3 separate regions of the Mus musculus genome follow, and all the other regions are linked to region 3. The links are chromatin contacts, called in public Hi-C and HiChIP or PLAC-seq maps. All regions are on one chromosome and are shown on one strand. The core of a region is the stretch at or near the end of the contact, and the rest is flanking DNA. Distances in the headings are between cores, read along the strand shown. Region 1 overlaps Gm33624 (a long non-coding RNA gene). Region 2 has its middle 4.9 kb from the start of Gm33624. Region 3 overlaps Gm33439 (a long non-coding RNA gene).

Region 1 (4,273 bases), core at 1,622-4,121, 220 kb after region 3:
AAGAGACTTGATCGCTTAACCCCAAAAGCAAAAGCATAATACACACTCATACATACACACACTCACATACACATACACACTCATACATACCACTCACACATATGCACATACTCATATACACATATACATGCATACACACACACTCACATATATACACATGCATACACACACACATACTAATGCACACACATACACACATATACTCGCACACACATACACATGCATATACACACATACACTCACACACACACTTATATATACACATGCATACACACATAGTCACACACACATGCACATGCATACACATGCACACACTCATACATAAAAACACTCTCACACACATACACAATATGTTCGAGCATCTTCCATTAATAAGACCCTGTCCTTCTGGTAATGGGTCAATGCTAGGCAACATTTCCACAGTTTTCCCTATGTGGCTAGCACTGAGTTCTTTGCTTCTAATGCCTCACTGAAACATTATAACAACTCTATAATATAGGGTTATTATTCCCACTACACAGAGGGGGAAACTGAGGTACAGAGAGGCTCCATTACAGAGTGTGATGACTTTCCCTTTGAGGCTATCTCCTTCTAGATAAGGCATTCAGTGACTCCAGAGACAGTGAATCCTTGCCCAATAAGCATGGGGTCCTACCTAAGAGCCACCAGGGGGTAGTTCTTAGACTGCGGTTCTCATTACTATTGGTGGTACAGATGGCTCCCACCCCATCTCCTACAGGAAGCTGATGACTTCCCATTCTTCTTAGAGATTTCCAGTCTGGCAAACCTGAGATTCATAGCTTCAACAAAGAAAATAATGTCACGAACTGGAGTTGGAGATGTGTTTAAAAAATAAAAGATGGCTTCGTGGGTAAAGGTGCTTCCAGCCAAACCTGGTGAACTGAGATCACTTCCCAAGACTCGCGCAGCGAATGAAGAAAATCAAGTCCTGCAAGTTGACCTCTGCCTTCCACTTATGCCGTGGAACATACGGGTATACACACACTCTCATTTACAGAGACACACAAATAGATGCTGAATCTCTAAAAAGATCATTCAAATGTAACTTAAGCACAAAGAAGAGTACTCAGGGACAGAAAGAGATACACCCAAATGTAGATACAGGCTTCTGAAGGAAGTGTCACTATTAGGATTCTTTATATATGTTCTTGGTTGCTGCTCTCAAGAGAATCGTTAGAGGTTGCTAAGAAAACCCCTTTCTTAACATTGTTCAAAGAATGCAGCTTATAACAAGGTTAAAAGCTAAAGCATTCCCTTCTGAAGACAAAGTTGCAAGGTGGGTTTATGAGGGACAGTGTTTAGACTGAGGAATGAGACTGAAGAGCCAGAAAACCAATGTTAGACATCGTTTTGGCCTTAAAGGAAGTACAACCAATTTATTTACTGTCCTTGGCGAGATGTCTTTTGGAACACATATAATGTTCTGTGAGCGACTTGGCCTTTGTCAGTGGGATCTGAAGTTCCCTGCTTCTTAACAGAAAACGCACACCAGCGCCTGAGATGTAGGCTTTGGTTTTGTTTGTTTTTCGTTTGTTCTGCCCAGCTGTCCTTCCATGCCATAATCTTTCTATCAGGACTCATCGCCGTGGAGTGAGCTTTCCCAGTGTGTGCTTTATCTGTGGTTACAAGAAAAACCAGATTGAAGAAGGTGCCCAGGCCTCAACCATCAGACATCACTGGTCCACCCACCACACACCCAGCTTTACAGCTCAGGTACTTTTTAACCCGGTGCCAAGGAAACACCTGGTAGCAAATACGGTCAGCAATCGTTTACTATGCTTAAACTGGACTAGGGGCTAGAAGACAGTGGGGGCAAAGCCACTCCCTGACTTTAAAATCACACAGCTTAGTGGGGAATCCCAATAAGCAGACTGACTAAAGTTCCTGAGAGAAGATTAGCAATACCATCACCAGATGGGAAATTGGACCAGCAAATAGCCAAGCACGTCAGAGAAGTGTGTGTTTCATGGAACTAAGAATCTAGAACAATGCTGTCTGTGTAAGGCGAACAGGGAGAAATGGAGTTAAGAAGGGGGAGGGGGTGACTCCACAGGTCTCAGAGAAGGAACGTGTGGTGCATCTATGGAATTCAGAAACACCAAGAAGCAAGCATCTCTACCATGTTTCTGTAAGAAGCTCCACCCTCCTTCAAGGCTGAGAAGCACAAACCATCTGCTGAAGAAGCTGTCTTAGCATGGAGGGACACCAGACCTCTATTCTGCCTGGGAAGAAATGGGCTAATGACGGAGAATGCAAGGGTGTGTTTGTTTCCCCAAAGCTCCTGGCCTGACTGACTGCTCTAAAAAAGTGTTTCATTGAGTAGTGGTCAGCTGAGAGCTGCCCAGAGCCCTCTGTCAACCATGGATGTTCAGGGGAGCAGAGTGGGAAGGGTGAGGAGCTGGGGACTTCAGGGCCCTGATCCCTGAGGTCCTGCACCCACCCCACTCTCCTAGCCAGGAGAAAGACCAGTGAGTCTTTCAGGTGAGTGAGTCAGATGAGAGAAGAAAACCAAACCAGTTTGCTTCGTTTTGAGTTGCACCTGAGTCACAAGGCTGCTGTCAAACAAGGCTTTCCAAAGATAGCTCGGAAGATCATTGCCGAGAAAGATGGAAGGAGCCTCGGGAGTCCCCTGCTGTTCTCTGCACCCTGGTACGAGCTGCTACTTTGTTGCCACTTTGGAAACAGCAGACAGGTTCAGGGATGGCTGGGAAGAAAGGCTCCTTCTGGTAAAATGGCCCTCCTTGGCACCAAGACAGAGCACATGTTTGCCTTTCTGTTGAGTAAGAACGCTTTGTCATACTAGTAAGGACTCTTCTGTTTAAACTGGAAATACAGTGATGACTCAGCATCCTCTGGTGCATGGTCCCGAGACCTTGAGAGACTACCAGGCTCTCTAGATGCTCAATCCTCTATGCAAATGGTGCAGTGCTTGCAAATAGCTCATCATCATGTAGACTTGTGGGTTCCGGTCATGGTCACTGCTTTACATTATTATGGGAAAATTATGATGAAAAAAAGCCTGTGTGTGCTCACTACGGATGCACTGTCCCTTGAAACATATCAGTCCACACTGGGCTACTGCACGGATGAGGACATACAGGCCCAGCTACCCTGTATAGCTGTACCCAATGAATGCTATTCAGTCTGATCTTAGTGGCAGCAGTGGCAGCAACGCTCCTTCATACCTGCCCCAGTGTTCTGGGTTCCCAAATTAAATATGCACACTTTATATTCTGATATGCCTAAAACAACTAAATGGCTGAGCCATTTCCTAACCTCCACATGGCTAATCCACCCCTCTCTGATATCCCCATTTTATTACTTACTAAAATCTATATTCCATCTTTGCTGCCCTGGGCCCAGTCATGTAGCCCTCTTGAACTGTGTTCCCCTGGGTCCTACAGGGCGGCCATGTTCTCTGACCCGCTCCTCTCTGGTGTGGGATCTTGGTTCTCCTTCTTTCGACACCTCGGATCTCCCTCCTTCCTCCTCCCTCCTCCCTCCTCCCTTGGTCCCTTGCCCAGAGAATCCTAGAAGTCCCACCTCTGCCTCTCTGCCTGACCATTGGCTATCGCCATCTTTATTTACTAATGAGAACCTACTGTGGGCAGTCCCTCAGTGTCTTCCGTTCATGGGAGACACTGAAAACAGGTTTTGGGGGGAACATAACTAGCATGAGCATAGAAGCAGCTCCAACCCTGCCCACCCTTTGTTCCTGCCTCTTGATTGGCTTCGTTTATGGTCTTACTGAAGACTCTGCCTTTTCTATATCAGCTGTACTAGACTGGACCCTTATCGTCTCCACCTTTTGTTTTATGCCTTTTGATGGAGACTTACAGGGGAAGGAGGCATGGCTCAGTGGCAAAGAATTTGCCTGGCATAGGTGAGCCTTCACGTTTCCCCCATGTTCTGGCCCCAGCAGTTTTCCCTCCCTACCACACATAAAAAAAAAAAAAAAAAAAAAAAGTTAACAAATAAATCATGCTGTGGAAAACAAGAGAACCCTTCATAAGCAATGTTACAAAATGAATCATTGTCTATATTATTTCCAATTATTTATCACTAATCCGTTGTAAGCCATTTCTATATGACTTGAGGTAATCTATAATATTATCTTCCCCAGCTTTCCCAGGACCATTTGTTGTCTTGCCCATCCCTTGAATAATCTGAAAGGTATCTTTATCGTATGCTAAATATTTTATACTCTTGGGTGTGGTCGATTATGTTACCACACCCTCGCTAAGTATTTCAG
Region 2 (3,886 bases), core at 319-2,818, 250 kb after region 3:
CTATTACACAGTAGAGCATTCTCAGATCCAGGGCAATATGCTAATGGCCCAATGACCCATCTTCTGAGGTCAAGTAGCTGGCAGTATGTAACTGGCTCCATTACAGACCTGCTAGCTGCATCACTTGTATGAGTCAACGTATCCCTGTGTTCCTCCATCGCAACTCTGCAAAGCAGTGGGGATGAAGTAAAGGCAGCCACTCTCCAGATCAATGTGAGGCATAAAGACAGAAATACCTGTGAAATATGCAAGGCAGACTGGCATACAGCACATGCCTCATGCAATCTGGGTCCACTTATCAGTCCTTGTAGTGGGATGAGGGGGTATCGCTTCTTGGCAATGTATTTGCATACTCTGGGAGAATCCCTGGTTATATCACCAGCACCAAAATCCAACCAAACAACAACAACAAAACCAAGCAGTGATCAATCCTATAATTCAAGATCAGTCACCTGGTTCAGGCAACAACTACCCGGACACGGCTTCCCACTAAAGACACAAGAAGTGTCACACAAAGACAAATACATATGGGTGCACACACATACAAGTACACACATAGAAGTACACAAGAACTGGAGCCACTGTTGGGACACAAGGCTGTTTTCCCATTGACAGCTCTCTGAAAAATCTCCTGACCTTGATCAGTCTCTGGTCCCCACCAGGAGTTACAGCTAAGGACACCTAGGAGTTCCGGCCTCTCAAAAACACTCTTCTGGGCGGGCCTCTGCTAAGAAGCCCTGAGTGACCTGGACAGAAACCCTGAGTGTCCTTGCAAAAGCCTAAGTGTTTCTCCTGCCCTCTCCCAGGTGAGTCTGGTGTGGGAGGGACCCTGGCAGTCTTCCAAGCCTTTGGTGGCCTCTCCTGTCCCCCTGTGTGTGGAAACCCAAAGGGCTGGCCAAATCAGGATTGGTTTTTCTCCCCCTCAGTTTGCTAAACCCAGCTCGGGATAAACGTCCTCCCTAGCTCAATGCGCTCCGCACCTGTCAGTGTTTGTTTTTAACTGACAGTGTTGATTTAGCGTTAGGCCCAGTGGGGGATGTGGTTACAGGCTATGGGGAGGATTCGGAGTTGCTGTGTGTACAAGAGAAAATGCCAAGTTAGGTAATGAAAACTGAACGGCCCCGGTGCTCCCGCTTATAAATACCTATCAAAATCAGGAAAAGTACAACAAAACCAACACAAAGCATGTCCCTTTCTGAAGCATGTTCCCTCCTCTTAACCCTCTAGAAGAGCAGGAGGACAGACTGGAATCTCTAAAAAGCTCAGGTACTGGGACGTCTGTTCCATTCATATTTCCAACGCTCCTGTGCCTCTGTTCCCTCTTCTGTTCCCAGTTCTCCCTAATTCCCAGCGGGAAGGATTGGAAGGGACTGTTGGCTTTGCACCTGTCTGGTACCCCAACCCTAAAGAGTAGTCCCTTTTTATTGCTGAGTGAAAACCATGCACCCCACTGGGGAAACACTGAGAGAGAAGGCGTGGGAGAGCAAGCTGGACACAGCCCTGGGAGCACGTACGGAGACAAGCGTAAGCAAGCGGGTTGTAAACACAAGTCAGGATCCAGAGTCTTCATAAAGGAGGAGACTCTGGAACTGAGTGTTGAGTAATGAACTGGGGTTTGCCAAGGGCAGATGGGGATATGCAGAGTTCTGCAGGCAGAAGGAAGGGAGGCAACACAGGCTGGGTTAAAATGCAACAGGGAGTGTCCAGAGAGGATCCAGGGGGAGCTCTCCAGGAAGAGCCTCCAGGGAACCTAGACTGTAAGGAAAGGCAGGTGCCCTCTCTCTCTTTCTTGGTCTAGTCTCTGTCTCTGACTCTTTGTGTCTCTGTCTCCCTCTTGTCTGTCTCTCTGTATGTATGTATAAAAGAGACGAAGTCAATGTCAGTAGATAGACTGACATTGCATATTAACCATGTGACGTGAGTAGAAATGCAAAGGAGTTTTGAGATCACCCTGCAAACACGCAAAGAGTAAGTGCTATTAGGTACTTGGTGCCATCAGGTACTTGGTGCTATGGTTACTTGGCCCTATCGGGTACATGGTATTGTGAATATTTGCTGCTATCAGGTACTTGGTGCTGTGGGTATTTGGTGCTATCAAGTGCTATCAGGTACTTGGTCCTATGGGGTACTTGGTGCTATCGGTACTTGATGCTGTGGGTACTTGGTGCTATCAGGTTCTTGGTGCTGTGGGTACTTAGTGCTATCAGATACTTGGTGCTGTGGGTATTTGGTGCTATCAAGAAAATCTCATCCAGAATAGAGATATATGGAAATGATTAGGAGACTTCACTTGTCCTTTACATTGTTAGAAAACCTATGTGTGAGTGAATGGTCCTGATTCCTGGCTTGCTGCTTATGACAGTCCTTGGGGCTTCAAGTCCTGCATTTCCAGGCTTCTGGCTTTGACTTGCTGGCTTATTGTTAGAACTCCCTCCATTTGGACACTGCACATGGGTAGGCTGTCCACTGGAAAGCTCTCCAAGTTAGTTCGCACTGTCCTTTTAGCTTTACTAACACTCTTCTCTCCAATTATGACTTTTTCCTTTGCCTTTCCTCGCTGCCTTTGATCCTCATCTGGCAAGCAAAGTTTATATCATGAATATTTTATAACTCTGCAGTTCCAGCATAGACAAGGCCATTAATAGCCGAGTGACTTAAAAGATTGCCCCCCCAACACCCCATACTTAGTCCATGACTGGCACAGAGCAGGCGGGCAATCAGTAGAATGCACTTTAGCCATCGAAGGAGATTGGCCATAGGTCACTTAGTCTTTAATGGTCAGGAGTAGGTCTATCTTGTTTTTCCAGAACTTTCCCCATTTTCCACAATGAGGAATTGAAGACAGAAAGAGTTCAGCAGAGCAAGGGAACGGTCTTTCCCTTTTGTTATCGAAAGCCTTTGCTCTAGAATAGTAGAAGGGACCATCTGATTTGTACTTCACAGAGAAGGTGGGGTTCCTAATAATTTCAAGATCCAGACACACAGAGATGCTCAGACAGACAGGCACAGATAGGCACAGACTGCACTCACATACATACACGCATACGCACACATACACACATGCATATACACATATAAGTACACACAAAGACAAATACATATGGGTGCACACACATACAAGTACACACACATACACACATAAGAGTACACACACACACACACACATATATATACATATGTAAGTACACACAGAGACACATACGTATGGGTACACACACAGAAGTACACACATATATACACATATGGGTACACATACACACACACATGCACACACATATATACACATACAAGCACACACACAGACACATACATATGGGTACACACACAATAAAAGTACACAGACACATACATACAGACAGACACACACACATGTGTATGTGTACATGCACACCTTCTGGTTGTCCCAGTCTGGCATTTCCCCAGAGGCCCTGCTCCTTGTCACATCCAGGATGCTTGCTGGGTTACCTGGATGGACACTGGCCTCCAGCCGGGCTCTGCAGCTGCCGTAATAACTCTGTGGTTGCAGAAAGAGCTCTTTTCCTAAGAAGGATGATGCTGTAGGGCCCGGCCTGATGTACCCAGAAAGGAGTAGGTACCCAGAAAGGAGTAGGTCTGGTGCCTGCTCTGTAAAGGCAGAGCGAGCCTTTCAATGTAGGGCTTATCTGTAATTATTTTCACAAGTTCCTGAAAAAAAAAAAAAAAAACACCCTCATTCTACCAAAATAACTCTGCCTTGCTGGAGAAGGCCAAAAATATGCCACCATTTTTAGTTCCGAGCCCCCAAGCACCTGCTAACTTGCAAAAATGCTGATCCTCACTCTTTCCTCAAAGGTAAAAAAAAGGCCCGCCTAGTCTAGTGATTCGTCTCATTCAGAGTGCAGAGTCC
Region 3 (3,786 bases), core at 1,177-3,676:
CAGTCTTGTGTGTGTGCCCGCAGGTGCTGGTGCACATGTGTGCAGGTATTTGTGGACACATGTGTGCATGTGTATGGAGGCTAGAGGTCAATGTCGGGTGTCTTAATCAATGGCTTTCCACAATGTTTCCTTTGTCTCTACTACAGTAATCACAGGGGAGTGGTTTTGATGCTTTAATTGAATCGGGAATCGACTACCAACGCTGAAGGTCCTTGTCCCCAGTTAGTTTTTGATCTGTCAATCAAGATGCCAGTGGCCAATGGCTGGGAAAAGGGAGACAGGGCGGGACCCTTAGAGTTGCTCAGGCTAAGACAAAGGGAGAGAGAGGAAATTGAGATTCTTGAGGGAGAGAGAGAGAACAGACTCAGAATTGCAGGGGAGATCATATAAAATGTAGGCGGAAAGGGAAAGAGGCCCACGGAACGGCAGTCCAGAAGCGTCTTGGGCATCACAGACAGTAACCAGGAAGCAAAGTTAAAGGTACATTTGGAAGGGGTTTAGCCAGGAGTACCATAGGGAAGGGCATGGGCATGCTAGCCGAGGAAGGCTTAGAAGTGCCTAGCCACTGAGCCAGTAAGACATGTTAAAGATAAAGCAGTGTGTGTGTGTGTGTGTGTGTGTGTGTGTGTGTGTGTGTGTGTCTTTCATCGGTGGATCCAAAGAGACCCTGGGCGGGTGGCTGGTAGTGCACCTCCCCCAGGAGCTAAAACTACACGCAACAGGTAACTGTTTTTTTTTCTTGTTTTATTTAATTAAAATAGTATCACATTATTTATCCCTATACCTGTCCCCCTTCCAACCCCTTCCATGACCCCCACTCCTTTTTCAAATTCATGGCCTCTTATTTTTAAATTATTATTGTTAGGCACATGTGCATATGAAAATAAGTGTATAGATGCAACCTGCTAGGTCCATTTAGTGTTGGTTATAAAGATATATATGAGATAGATAGTTAAATTATAGATAGATTATAGATAGATAGATAGATAGATAGATAGATAGATAGATAGATAGATAGGACAGATAGGTAGATGATAGATAGTTGATTGATGGATAGATAAGATAGACAAAAAGATAGATATAGATAAAAAAGAGATATATAGATTAGATATAGATATAATGTGTGTGTGTGTGTGTGTGTGTGTGTGTGCGTGTGTGTGTGTGTGTGCGCGCGCGCGCGCGCGCATTTTAAGGCTGAACATTTGAGTTTGGATAACTATTTAGGGAGTTTATTTGTGGTGAATGCTAGTTCTCTCTCTCTTAACAGTTTTTATTGCCTTTAGCTCTTCATCTTGACCAATGGTCCTCAACTTAAGGGCTTCAACTTTCCTTTGGGCTTTGAACAACCCTTGCACAGGGGTCAAATACCACATATCCTGCACATCAGATATTTACATTACAAGTCATAACAGCAGCAAAACTACCATTAGGAAGTAGCAACGAAAATGGTTTTATGGCCGGGGGTCACCTCAACATAAGGAACTGTATTAAAGGATCGCAGCGTTAAGAAGGTTCAGAAACACTGATTTGCTGGCAGGGATTCTTGCTGGTCCCCACCCACACTGGCATTGGCTTGCATACTGATGCTGCTAGGCAGATCTGCATATCTGGGATTCCACTGTACACTGGTAGGCATGGCGTTTATATATTGCTGGGGATCCAAACTCATCCCATAGTGTGTATGCAATGCAAACACATCACAAAACAATCTCCCCAGCGCCCATGTGATGCAGTCTTATTCTTAACATTCACGACACTCTCTCCTTACTAGATAGATACCTTCAGTAATATTCGAAAGAGCCCTGATGAGGCCGGGGCAATCGTGGTATTTTGTTCACTATGGTGGTTCAGAAACATCAAAACAGCCAGCACCTTCAGTTAAAATTACCAGTCAAGAGAATGGCCTAATTTTAGTTCGTCTGAACAAAGCAACAGAAAGAACTGGGGTTCCAGAAACCAGAGAGAAGACTCTCCCAGAATCCAGAGGGAGATGAACAGCACCTTGGTATCCGTGGCTTCATCACCAAGGAGAGGAGTTACTGCTGACGAACTCCTCTGGGTACACAGCTATGCAGAGACAGAAAACGGAAGCTGAACCGTTGAGGCCCTCATTAGATTGTAGGAGCCACAGAGCTCCTGACTCTAGACTTCATCTCCTATGAGGCCATAAATGTCCTCACTGTTCAACTAGCTGCAAGTTGTGAAAAACACACTAATCAATATCGGCATAGCCCCTAAGTCCTCCTCAGACCGGGGAGGGGGAATGGACCACTCCTAATAAATAACCTCCCTCCTGTGAAGGGGGCCTTAGAGTGTACCCTCTCTATGGGTGAGGGGGACAAAGGCCAGGACGCTTGAGTAACTCACATGAGGTGACGCTGATAGTACTTGATAAGGTTGGAATTTGTACCAGGGAGGGTGTGTGTTTTCCTGTACACACAGGGCAAACTTCAGCCAGTCGTGTCAGGTGCACAGATCACGGTCCAGTCTTAAGCAGAATCTAGGCAAGGGCCTTTTAAGGATAACAGATAGTAAACAGTCTGCACTCAGAAGCGAATGCCTTTCAAAACAGAGTGCCTGTCACAACAAGGAACTTGTGGCCTGCCTAGGGGAAGCCCCTTGTGTGCCTAGGCTGCCACAGCAGTCGTAAAAGGCTGTGTGATTCAGAGACTAATCCCAGGCATATTGAACTCAGGATAAGAACTCAAAACATGACTCTCAAAGTCTATCAGCTAAGGTTATGTGAGGCGACTGACAGCCCTGCCTGCCCTGCTCAGGCCTGGATCTGTTATCAGCCGGTAGCACAGAAGTTCAACTCAAACAGCTAGAAAAACAGAATGTGGTCAAATAAATAAACAGGAGGAGGGAATCTACCGCTACAGGGAACAAGATCTCTGTGATGGCAACATGACTCCCACAACATGCTTTATGTAAAAGAATCTGCTCTCTCTTATCCATGTCCTAAGAAGTTACAGAATCTCTCTTTTCCTTAAATAGGTTGCCATTCTGCTGTAAACTCTTACTGAGAATTTTGCATTTACAACAGAAAATAAATGATTGGGATATGTGAGGACATTTCCCAATCTCTACCTCTAGCAGAGCTCATACTGGTGCTGATATTGGACACTGAGCTATTCTCGATGTGACCCTCCCATGCTTTTCCCTTGGATAGGGATATAAACAATCATGTGGCCACATTCAGGCCCTTGTCTGCTTCTCTCCCCCCATCCCCCACCCCAATGGTCTTAGCTTTCATTTCTAACCCTTTTTGTGTTAGGAAAAAAGCCATTCTCGCTGCTGTGTGTAAGGGAGGTTGGCTGATGGTTATGTACTTGTTAATATGAAGGAGATTGGTCTCACCTTTGCTTCACATATGAGCAGGAGTTCAAGGTCTGCTGCTAACTAGCTGGCCGTTATTGCAGGTGAACTTTGGAACTAGTGTTTAGCACCTAGAAAAATCCGAGAATAGTGTCAGCCTCATGGTGTTAAGAGGCGCACATGAATCAGATAAGATGCGGAATGTAAACACGTATTTTTACAGTTCTAATTCTTGTTCATGCTACTGAAGTATCCCACCCAGAGTTCATTGCAAAGGAAGAGATCCTTGACACACGTCATTTCTTTGCCTCAGCTTCTTCTTGCAGGGGATGAATGAAGCTTGCTATCCAGAACCTGTCTCCTATATGAAGAATATTCTCTGATAATTATTTTTCTAATGGACATGAGCTGCATTTTTCAAAGTGTACCCCACACACACATGCACACACACACACACACACACACACA

The links. Hi-C and Micro-C count contacts between places; a contact is called where the count stands out from the background. HiChIP or PLAC-seq counts read pairs in DNA pulled down with a chosen protein or histone mark.
Region 1: an HNF4G HiChIP or PLAC-seq map of pancreatic cancer cells shows a contact between it and region 3. The contact joins two enhancer-like sites. A contact is called at or near these places in 1 of 15 datasets of contacts at CTCF or cohesin (large pre-B cells), 1 of 484 Hi-C or Micro-C datasets (myocytes) and 1 of 115 datasets of contacts at active chromatin or transcription factors (pancreatic cancer cells).
Region 2: a contact with region 3 is called in a Hi-C map of liver, with 2.2 times the contacts expected there. The contact joins two enhancer-like sites. A contact is called at or near these places in 2 of 484 Hi-C or Micro-C datasets (both in liver) and 3 of 115 datasets of contacts at active chromatin or transcription factors (memory CD8 T cells, pancreatic cancer cells and regulatory T cells).

Annotation. Positions count from the first base shown.
Region 1 is chr10:118,985,665-118,989,937 of GRCm38.p6, forward strand. Gm33624 (a long non-coding RNA gene) reads right to left here. Exons shown (of 4, transcript XR_872094.1): 4 at 306-1,637. Among named protein-coding and RNA genes, the nearest start is that of Gm33624, 19 kb to the right of the region's middle. Within about 2 kb of position 2,872, at least 26 of the 459 cell types and tissues checked have an H3K27ac peak or open chromatin away from gene starts, as enhancers often do. A contact at or near this core is called in pancreatic cancer cells, where this site is marked.
Region 2 is chr10:119,010,168-119,014,053 of GRCm38.p6, forward strand. No RefSeq gene overlaps it. Among named protein-coding and RNA genes, the nearest start is that of Gm33624, 4.9 kb to the left of the region's middle. Within about 2 kb of position 1,569, at least 64 of the 459 cell types and tissues checked have an H3K27ac peak or open chromatin away from gene starts, as enhancers often do. A contact at or near this core is called in liver, memory CD8 T cells and regulatory T cells, where this site is marked.
Region 3 is chr10:118,763,610-118,767,395 of GRCm38.p6, forward strand. The region is part of intron 1 of Gm33439 (a long non-coding RNA gene); the gene reads left to right. Among named protein-coding and RNA genes, the nearest start is that of Gm33439, 19 kb to the left of the region's middle. Within about 2 kb of position 2,427, at least 122 of the 459 cell types and tissues checked have an H3K27ac peak or open chromatin away from gene starts, as enhancers often do. A contact at or near this core is called in liver, memory CD8 T cells, pancreatic cancer cells and 1 more, where this site is marked.